Regions from separate parts of the Danio rerio genome. Here regions 2 and 3 are each linked to region 1. Evidence: chromatin contacts called from public HiCAR-type and Micro-C data. All regions are on one chromosome and are shown on one strand. Each heading gives the region's core, a stretch centred on a gene start, on an enhancer-like site or on the middle of the called end of the contact. The rest is flanking DNA. Distances are from core to core; before and after follow the strand shown. Region 1 holds the start of ddx1 (DEAD (Asp-Glu-Ala-Asp) box helicase 1). Region 2 has its middle 25 kb from the start of smek1. Region 3 holds the start of smek1 (SMEK homolog 1, suppressor of mek1 (Dictyostelium)).

The links. Hi-C and Micro-C count contacts between places; a contact is called where the count stands out from the background. HiCAR-type assays count read pairs that join an accessible place to other places.
Region 2: a contact with region 1 is called in a HiCAR-type map of caudal fin, with 8 times the contacts expected there. The contact joins the enhancer-like site here to the promoter of ddx1 in region 1. A contact is called at or near these places in 9 of 18 Hi-C or Micro-C datasets (caudal fin, embryo, fibroblasts and 2 more) and 2 of 4 datasets of contacts at active chromatin or transcription factors (caudal fin and embryo).
Region 3: a contact with region 1 is called in a Micro-C map of caudal fin, with 4 times the contacts expected there. The contact joins the promoter of smek1 here to the promoter of ddx1 in region 1. A contact is called at or near these places in 2 of 18 Hi-C or Micro-C datasets (caudal fin and embryo) and 2 of 4 datasets of contacts at active chromatin or transcription factors (caudal fin and embryo).

The regions. Positions count from the first base shown.
Region 1 is chr20:36,039,399-36,042,825 of GRCz12tu, forward strand. ddx1 (DEAD (Asp-Glu-Ala-Asp) box helicase 1) reads left to right here and starts at 1,804. Exons shown (of 26, transcript NM_001197324.1): 1 at 1,804-1,853; 2 at 1,955-2,006; 3 at 2,103-2,166; 4 at 2,548-2,577. The coding sequence starts at 1,838. It overlaps nbas (NBAS subunit of NRZ tethering complex), which reads right to left and starts at 1,513. Exons shown (of 53, transcript NM_001044807.1): 1 at 1,421-1,513; 2 at 1,054-1,105. The coding sequence starts at 1,513.
Region 2 is chr20:36,328,715-36,332,082 of GRCz12tu, forward strand. No RefSeq gene overlaps it. Among named protein-coding and RNA genes, the nearest start is that of smek1, 25 kb to the right of the region's middle. Within about 2 kb of position 1,412, at least 37 of the 62 cell types and tissues checked have an H3K27ac peak or open chromatin away from gene starts, as enhancers often do. A contact at or near this core is called in caudal fin, where this site is marked.
Region 3 is chr20:36,353,238-36,356,564 of GRCz12tu, forward strand. It overlaps smek1 (SMEK homolog 1, suppressor of mek1 (Dictyostelium)), which reads right to left and starts at 1,870. Exons shown (of 15, transcript NM_001044809.1): 1 at 884-1,870; 2 at 739-794. The coding sequence starts at 1,025.

The DNA of each region.
Region 1 (3,427 bases), core at 554-3,053:
TGTAAATCAAATGTATATATTTAAAATACAAGTTAAGAGTTTAACAAAGAGTTTATTTATCAATATGATGACATATAGCTTATATCAATATGATGACATGTAGCTTATATAGGCTACTATATGTTAATACTTTACATTTAAATACAGCAGTTTTCTTTTTACTTTTAAGAACAGTGCAATTTTAATTTACTTTTAAAAGCACATTTTAATTTAAATGTTGGCATTTTATTTATTTATTTTACCTGTAAGCACACAGTACAGTGATCATGTTCAAGCTACTCATAATGGTTTATATTTGATATATTTATTATAATGGTATATTTATTATGGCTGACAATAACAAATATTTGTAATAATAACAATAATAATCAGAATTAATCTGCCACATTTTTAAACTGTGCAGAGCTGTAGCTGCATATTTAGGCCTACTATGCTACTGCACTTCAATACCAGTCATTATGGTGGTACTTGGAGAGATATTTTTTAAGGTGGTACTTGATGTAAAAAGATTAAGAACCAAATATATAATATATAAAAAGATCACAGTGCAGCACAATATAAATTAACACTTTTGTATAATCACATTTATTTTATTTAATGCTATAAAAACCTAACAAAAAATCATTATATTGAGTTTTTTTTTTCTCAAAATGAAATACAAAATGATAAAGTACTTCTCATGCAACGAAAAATACAGCAATTCCCAGCATACCACCTTAAAATCACAATTAATCTGACTCAACAAACAAGTTTACTGTACAAGCAACTTGATCAAGTCTGCAAAATGTAAAACCACTAAAGATGTGATTAGCACACTTATCCCAAAGAAGTTTATCTAATCTTCAGTAAACCTGTAAGCCAAATAAACACTCATATTGAAACACATGTTCTCTGCAAAGTGAAATGACGACTGCCTCAAACACATGCGAGCGGCCTACCTAGACAACACTGGCAATTATAGTCACGTTTTATTCAACTTTTCAGACATATTCAATAATGACAATAACTTTGGCATATATTGCAGTCATAATGTATTACTGTACATCTCTTTACCTGTCACGGCTTTTGCAACCAGTGAAGAGTTGTGTTCCTTCAGTCCACGCAGCTGAAAATAAAACACACTCATGTAATATTTGTATAAACCAGTTGTCAACAGTCTGTTAACTGAACAGTTGAAACGCGACAACTAGCAACAGCTCAGCAAAACAACAAACATGCAAATAAATACCGCATATGAAAAGCTTTAAACCACCATAGAGCTATTTAGAACATTAAAAAACACACTGTCTATAAACCCTGGGTGATGATGAACTTGGATACGTGGCTCAAAACTACTTGCGCAGAAACGGTTTAATTAAAAGCATGCGGATATTCCAATAATAATAACTTATTCAAATAACGTAAGCGTATTTTCACAAACCTGAGTGTCTGTTTCGGGCGGCCATTCCGTGTTAACAAGTAAATCATATAAAATGTTCTCCTCCTCGTCTTCTAGAATAATATCACCTGCCATGTTTTCAATGAACTAACGTTAGAGAGCGCACACGTCAAACTACGGCGGCCTGCGAGGTACAAATAAAAAGACTGCTTATGCTTGTATTTAATGCTTCGGGTTCTCCGTAGGTTGTTTTGTTATAGTATCTCTAACTAATTTTGTTATATTTATTTATTTGTCGCGAAAGACGCTACAATAAACAGTCTACGTTTCCTATTATTAAAATAAGATAAGCGGAACAGATGCGGGAAAGCGTGTTCCGCACGGGTCGTTTCTAACTTGTACCCTGTCAAAACTAGCTTACGCCACTTCCGGTGAAGAGGCTCGCAGGAGTTTGACACCATGGCAGCATTCGGCGGTGAGATTTATCTGTCAACGTATTTGTGAGACCTATAAGAATAAGGATTTAATAAAACGCCGAATGTCTGTGAACCTATATCTTATTGTTTTGCCTTACAGAAATGGGAGTGATGCCAGAAATTGCACAGGCGGTGGAAGAAATGGACTGGCTGTGAGTTCTAATGATCTTACATCATAATGTGTATTATTAATATATTTGTTATGCTTGTATAAATTAAGTAGATGACGGTTTGATGGTCACTTTTAGGTTGCCAACGGACATTCAGGCCGAATCCATTCCACTGATTCTGGGTGGAGGAGACGTGCTCATGGTGAGATCTGATATGCATTGCAAATCAATGAGGTAGAGTTGGGTTTATATTCGCACATTCATTCAGTGACAACCGTCCCTATATGGTTTACCATGGTACTTTGGATATTCAGTCTGAAGTCGCATGTAAGTATGACTATAATAAATAACTAACAACTATGTGACAGAACAATGTTGTACTTTAATGGTCATTGGCTGCTTATGTAATTTCCCTATTTAGAATTTGCAAAGAATATTTTTCTAAAATATATATTATATTATAATAATTATATTATATTGAGAGCCCAAATCCCTGAACATAAAACCAACTTTTACATAAAAATCATATATAACTGTTTTATGAGTATAAAAGCTGTTTACCATGCATTTACATCTTTTGTAGGCTGCTGAGACTGGAAGCGGAAAAACTGGAGTAAGTATGGGACATTTGTTTTTGGTCTCTTTATTTAAAGGTACACTTGTTGCTGTTGACAAACTAACTATGACTCAATGAAGTCCTAATTTGCTGCTTATTAATAATTGTTAAGGTACTTGTTAGGTATGTGGGATTGGGTAGGATTAGAAATGAAGAATAAGATCATGCAAAATATGCACTTTATAAGTTCTAATAAACATCCAGTATTTTAACAATAGGCAAATAATAAGCCACTAGTTAGAGCTTGAACTATAGTGTTACTTTTACCCATTTATAACTGAACATGTGTGATTTTAGCTAGGGCTGCACGATTTGGGGAAAAAAAACTGACATTGCTATGTATTAAAGAATTCATCATTTTACATTGATTGGTATTCAGAGTGCATCTACATAAAATATGCTGTACATAGTAACAATGCATAGATGAAAACAATACAACAAAGATAAAAAATAAATAAACAGTGCTTCATGGTTTCCGGTGAAGTCATTGCAGGCTTAGCATTGAGGTTCAACAAGCAATAATCAAATGTAAATTAACACTTCTTTATTGTATAGATAAGTAAACACAAATCATCTTTGTTAAAGTTGTAAACTTTATAATTTCTTGTGCCCAAAATAGTTTAAATTAGCTTGAAATCTTAGTCACAGGCCTTAAAATCACAATAAAATGAAAGTCTTTCACATCGTTAGAACCTGTTAGATTAGGTCATGTTGTTGGTCATGTTGTTTTATGCACAAAATGACATTGCAGATGCGACGATGTGGCTATTGCACAATCGCACATTGCAATATTGATGCTGAAATGGTATATTGTGCAGCCCTAATTTTAGCTGTTGTCCTTTGTCCT
Region 2 (3,368 bases), core at 162-2,661, 290 kb after region 1:
CCAGTGTGTTCCAAAATGACGTAAGTTTCTTTCATCTGTTGAACACAAACAATGTTTTGAAAAATGTTAGTAACAAGTTAATAGTTGTCATTGACTTAAAAAAATAATATTGAATTGTGATAATGTTTCTGAAAAATACAGTTCGTAATGCATAAATGCACCTTGGTGGGCAAAAAAGGACATCTTTTTTATATAATTAATTGAAATCTTTGACAAGTACATTTTCACCCACTTCAAATGTTATCACTCGATTGAATAACCAATATCAGCCGATGGATATGGGCCAGTAGGGGCTTTCGCCACCTACTAGTAGGCTCAGAAGGTTGTTATCCATCCACATGGTTAATTAGCTATACTAATAGAGAAAACTCCAGATCAATATTGCTTTTTTACATTACTGTGATGGTTGGGTTTTAGACATTAATAAAACACAATTAATGGAAAAATCAATAAATAATATAAATAATCCTCTATAACTTCCATCCGCAGCCGTATGTGATCTATAGCTGATTAACTATGTGGAAGATAACAACAGCCTTGAGCCTAGTAGGCGCAGACGGCCCCTACTGCCCCATATCTATCAGCTGATAACGCTCATTTAATCGAGTGATAACATTTGAATCAGCTGGTATTTTCTGAAAAGTTCACTATTTTAATCATTTACAAGAAGAGCAATTCAGATGATGTGCCATAAACACTTAAAGACTTTGTTACTCTACCTGTACAAATACAAAAGTGTGTGCTGTATTATAGGACATATAAAGCATTCTGCATAGTTTACTCAAATGTAACTGGACGTTTTGTAAAATAAATATTCTGTATTGTGATAATACAGAAAACTGGACTGAGAGCTTCAATTCACTTGAATTGCTATGTTGAGCTGCTTTGACACAATTTACATTGTAAAAGCGATCTAGAAATAAAGATTAATTGAATTGAATAAACTTTCTCTACTCTTGCAGAAAAAAGCATAGGCTACTGTATTTACTGCAAAAATGCATCATGATTTCCAGAAGATAGCAACTTACAAGAGATGACATCCCTTTCAGAATCTACATTCACGTCGGCAGCATGCGCAAACCAAACGGACCAAATATATAAACACATGAAGGATGCAACTATCACTGGATGTGGAGTAACGCTTGGGGGACCATGCTAAAGCGAACAAAAGGCTTCAGTGAATAGGCCTATATTCCCCCCTAAAAAAAGATCAATCACTTTTAAGACGTTTATTCAGTAATCAGGCGAACTCAAAATAAAACAAATCCCAATCATGTGAATCAGTCAGTTTCTTTAGCGCCTTAATCTCAACCATATGCTCAAACTTTTGCCCTCTGCTCTCTCTCGGCTACCGGGCACCGTTAGACACAATGACGCATAAACGGAGAGGCGCCCGTGGCTCCTCGCTCCCACCGAAACGGATACGCTGGAGTTTTACACGGTGATTAATCACACAAACAGACACGCTATGCTGAACGCGGCCCCCGATCACCTCCACAGCGGCCGCCGGGCCAAAGGAGGAGCCCCGGCCGACACAGAGGCCACTTTGTGCAGCGAACACAAGCGATTGTCGGTCGGGGCGACAGGGTCCAGTTGTGCACATGAAAGTGCACATTGTGCGGCTGTTTTGACAACCTCGTCGAGAGACGCGGATGATTTCCTGCTCGCCAGACTTTACTGCCTCTAAACGATTCTACAATCTGTCACAAAAGCCGTTCTCGTGGGACAGGGGGAAAAGAGTGGAGGCCGCGCGCCCTCTGTTGGAGGGACTCGAGTAGTGCAGGAAACACTCCGCTCTAAACGTAAAGTTTTTGAAAGCAAGATGTCATGTTTCAAACAGCTGTAATTAGTTACCATATACTAGTATAAAATATTGGCTTTAAATGTGTACAATTTATCTAGAATATAAATAATAGTTCACTTTAGCATAATTTTATAAACCTATTCCATAGAATTTAAATGTAGCCTACATTATAAAACGGGGGCTCAATCCTGCTCCTGAAGATATACCTTTCTGCAGAGTTCAGCTGCAACCTTGATCAAACACACCTGTCTTTAATTACCAAGTGCTCCTTTAGATCCTAATTAGTCGGTTTAGTTGTTTGATTTTTAAAACAAACCAAACCAGTGCGTCATACTTTTATTCTTTTTAAAAATATTTAGCGGTTTGGTTTGTCCAACATAATAACATAACACATAACATGACATAACAACATATAATTACTCACTTTCCTTTGACTTAATCCCTGCATTATCAGGGGTCAGCACAGCAGAATGAACCACCTATTATTTTAGGATGTTTTATGCAGCATATGGCCTTCCAGCCGCAAAATAGTTAGCCTACATATCATTTAAATATTGAAAACCTTTTATATATTTGATCCATTTTAACTCATATTTTTTTCAACGCAAATGCTAAAACCTTGATTGTTTATAAAGATTTTTAGATTAAATTAATGTGTAAAAAAAGTATTTACCGTCACTTTAATGTAATAATGTAGTTTAATGTAAAAAAAATTTAATTTCTTAAACATATTGTGCTTATATTTATGGCTTGAATTAGCTTAGAAAATTGTCATAATTCACATTCTGTACAAGTGATGTGAGAAATATGAAATTCTATTTACTATCCAAATGTTTTCATCATGATTCCAGATATCACACTGTAATAACTTACACCGCTGGTAACCCGTTGCCTCTAAGCCAAGAAAAGTTGACTTTACTTTAAAAAGTGGGTATAAACCCATTGTACCTTGGAACTGTTAAGGTGCATTTTTTTACGTAATTAAGTAAGGTCAAAATCGCTTTTAAAGTAACAGGTTTAGTCCCTAAGTAAAGTCAACCAATCGTTTTAAAACTTAAAGTCAACTAATCACTTTAAAACAACCTGGTTTACTTATTTAAGTCAACTAGTTGCTTTAAAAGTAATGGGTTTCTCACATTTTCAAGTAGTCAGCTAATCTCTTTTAAAGCAACAGGTTTATTCACTTGTTTAAGTCAACTAATAATAATAAAAAATAGGCTTATTTTAAGTAAATCAACTAATCACTTAAAAGCTACAAGTTTACTACCTTTTTTTAAAGTCAACTAATCATCTAAATCTAATCTAATCTAATCATTGTAAAAGCAATGGGTTTACTCTGTCTACTTTTATAGTTAGCTAATTGCTTTTAAAGTTAGCTAATCACTTTTAAAGGTAACCAATTGGTTTTAAAGTTAATTGCCTTTAAAGTTAGCTAATTGCTTTTAAGGCGATGGGTTTATTTCTTATTCTTCACCCTTTTTTCTTTTAAGTCACTAATCAGCAACAGATTTTTTAACTTGAAGTCAATTAATCGTTTTAAAAGCAACAGGTACTAACTTTTTAA
Region 3 (3,327 bases), core at 620-3,119, 310 kb after region 1:
TAATTCACAGAATTTCTACAAAGTATGTTATATACTCGAATACTTTTTCATCACATCCATAACACAAGTTTATTTTCCTCATTTAAAGTACAAAACAAGTTTACAGATTGATATTTTTCTGATCCCTTAACTCGGTGGTCAGTTGTTCTGGAAAATATAAACAGCTGTTTCAAAATAATGTTAACATTCTTCTTTATATGTGAATTTATGTTTTGAGTTTTTAAACAAACGCTGAAATTGCTCATATACCTTTTCCCACTCAACAGCTTTTTAGCATAATTTTAAAATATCCACTGCAAGGTGACTCAGGTCACTGTACACATTTTTTGCTGTGAAATATAATCTTTTCTTAGCCACAATTTAAACAAGAGAAACCTTAATAATGATTTTAATGCAAGACAAAAGTAACTTTAGATTTACACTAAGCAGCTAAAAATGTAAATGTTATATATATATATATATATATATATATATATATATATATATATATATATATATACACACACACAAAGTAGTATGCAGTGCTGATTTAATCATCACTGATGTAGATTAAAATATATAAGTTTGTTTCGAATACGATATAAAAAGGAATGCAGTCATGCAAACTAATTTATTAGTTTAAATTCTTACCATATTCACCTGTTGTGTCTTGTCTTTATGAAATATGTGTTGCACCAAAACATTTAGAAGCACTCAGGCTAACTATGCATTGTGAGTTCACAAAAGAGTGCAACGCACCTGCTGTTTTTGATAGGCGGTGTTAGGATTGATTTTGGACTCCAGCAGCAGTGACCCTGTCATAAAGAACGGCCTCATGTTAACGTGCTTGATCAGTCAATGAAAAGCAAACCTGTTCATCATCTTCCAGTGTTTTGAAACCTACCATCGCTTTCGGCGCGCACCAGGAGAGACATGCCTTTGAGCCTCTCCACGTAGGCGGATGACACATGTCCCGTTCCCCGATCGTCCCACTGGCGGTCCTCATTCAGAGTGTACACTTTTACTCGTCTACGAGTGTCAGTCATCCTTGCAAGTAACTCTCGGATAGGCTTTTGCCCTTGATTCAATAAATCTCAAAGTCCTCGAGATGCAACAGAATCTGATGTCAACTTCAAACTGAAATGTACGGCGTTCGCGGGCGAGGAGCTGAAGCAGTGTGTTGTTGTGGAGTCTCTCGCAGTAAACTTGCGCTGTCCACACAATTATTCTGACCAGTCCAGTGATGGTCAGCTAGCTGCTGTGTGCAGCCGAGACTCCCCACAACATACCCGGTATTTTAAACTCTCTATAAACAGAAGCACGAAAAATAAGAGTGAGATGAGTTTAAAAGCATGCAGCCAGAGCGCGGATGAAGAAAGTGTTTGCTCTTCTTCGTGCCCCCTTACTTTAAGCTAGCTAGGCTAAGCTAACGCTGCGACTAATTCAGTCAAACGGGGTTAGCGTAGCTAGCGCCTCAGCTAGCAGGCTATCTCCTCTCGAGAGTCATTTTAACACAGAATTGCGCAAAACACACGCGAATGAATTTCAGAGACGTACCGATAACGCTATTTAATCATTATACTCACGCGAGGTCGGTGAAAAGGCGGGAAGAGTCGTGTATAAAGCGGCGCGTTCATAATAAGCTAAGCTATATTTTCTCCAGGTATTCCGCCATATTCTGGCTAAGGGCCGCGGTTGGACCAGCCAGTCTCTTCACGCATAAATAAACATTCCCCGATGCAACTACTTGAACAGAGTCACTTGTTTTGCTTTCCGGAACGACGAATGGCCAGCGCGAGCGTCGAGCACCATGAAATAGCAGCGTCTTGACGAAAAGTAATTATTAGCCCCACTGTGAAGATTCGGCCATCTTGGGTCCCCTCAGAAAGCCGCTACGGGGTTTCCTGGTTGCAGACGCAGGGCCGCCGCCACAGTTTAAAGACACAGTGCGCCAAAATGTCCAGCGCAGACAAACAGTGGTTTCGTAACACCACCAAACTCGCACTGCTGCTGCTGAAACGAGAGGGCTGTGGAGACTGGAAAGGAATGTGAATGAGGCTGAAAATACACGCGGACGCGCGCCTGCTGGAGCGCGCTGAAAGATTAACCTTGCTACTGTGTACAGTAAAATCAAATGCAGATGTTTAGGGTTGTTTCATTACCTTGTCACTGAGATCATACACAAATACATACTATAGTTTCTTGAACATAAGTCATCGTTATACGTTGGAAAAGCAAACTCTGCTGCACCATATCATCCTTATCCTGGGCAAAAAGGCCACTGTACCAGCTAAATCTCAAACCTCAAAGTCTTGACCAGTTGCACCACCAGCTCGTGGATTATATAAATGTAAATGAGGTGTTGATTATCTGTGCAAAACACATCATCACAATTTAAGTACTGATTCGACAGTGTATTTTGATATGTTGCCAGGTGGTGCATGATATATATATATATATATATATATATATATATATATATATATATATATATATATATATATATATATATATATATATATATGCATTTTGACTCTATTTACTTTCCAATAGATAAATATAGTGTTCTTTAGAAAGATGCAACCCCAACAACTGGGCTGTCATGCAAATCACAGCTTTTTAAATATTTTTTTCTGTCAGTATTTTTAAAAATGATACTGTAATTCTCTCTGTGCAAAATTACAAAAGATTTAGTGAAAACTTTGTTTGTTTTTTACATGTTTGGTCTATGAAATTTGAATTTAGATTTATTTATTTGAGAGGAACATCAAAAAGGAAACTTGAAAAGGAAAGATTTAGCAAAGTTGCTATTTTCCACATGCAGTCCCTGAACAGGTACATCTTAAAACAGTCAAATATATATATATATAGTTGAAGTCAGAATTATTAGCCCCCTTCAAAAAATGTTTCTTCTTTTTTAAATATTTCCTAAATGATGTTTATCAGAGCAAGGAAATTTTCACAGTATCTCTGATAATATTTTTTCTTCTGAAGAAAGTCTTATTTGTTTTATTTTGGCTAGAATAAATGCAGTTTTTAATTTTTTTAACACCATTTTAGGGACAAAATTTTTAGCACCTTTAAGCTATATTTTTTCTCGATAATCTACCGAACAAACCATCATTGTACAATAACTTGCCTAATTACCCTAACCTGTAGTTAACCTAATTAACCTAGTTAAGCCTTTAAATGTCACTTTAAGCAGTATAGAAGTGTCTTGAAAAAGACCTAGTAAAATATTAATTACTGTCATTATGACAAAGATAAAATAAATCAGTTATTAAAACTATCATGTTTAGAAAAGTGTTGAAAAAATCTGCTCTCTGCTAAACAGAAATTAGGAAAAAA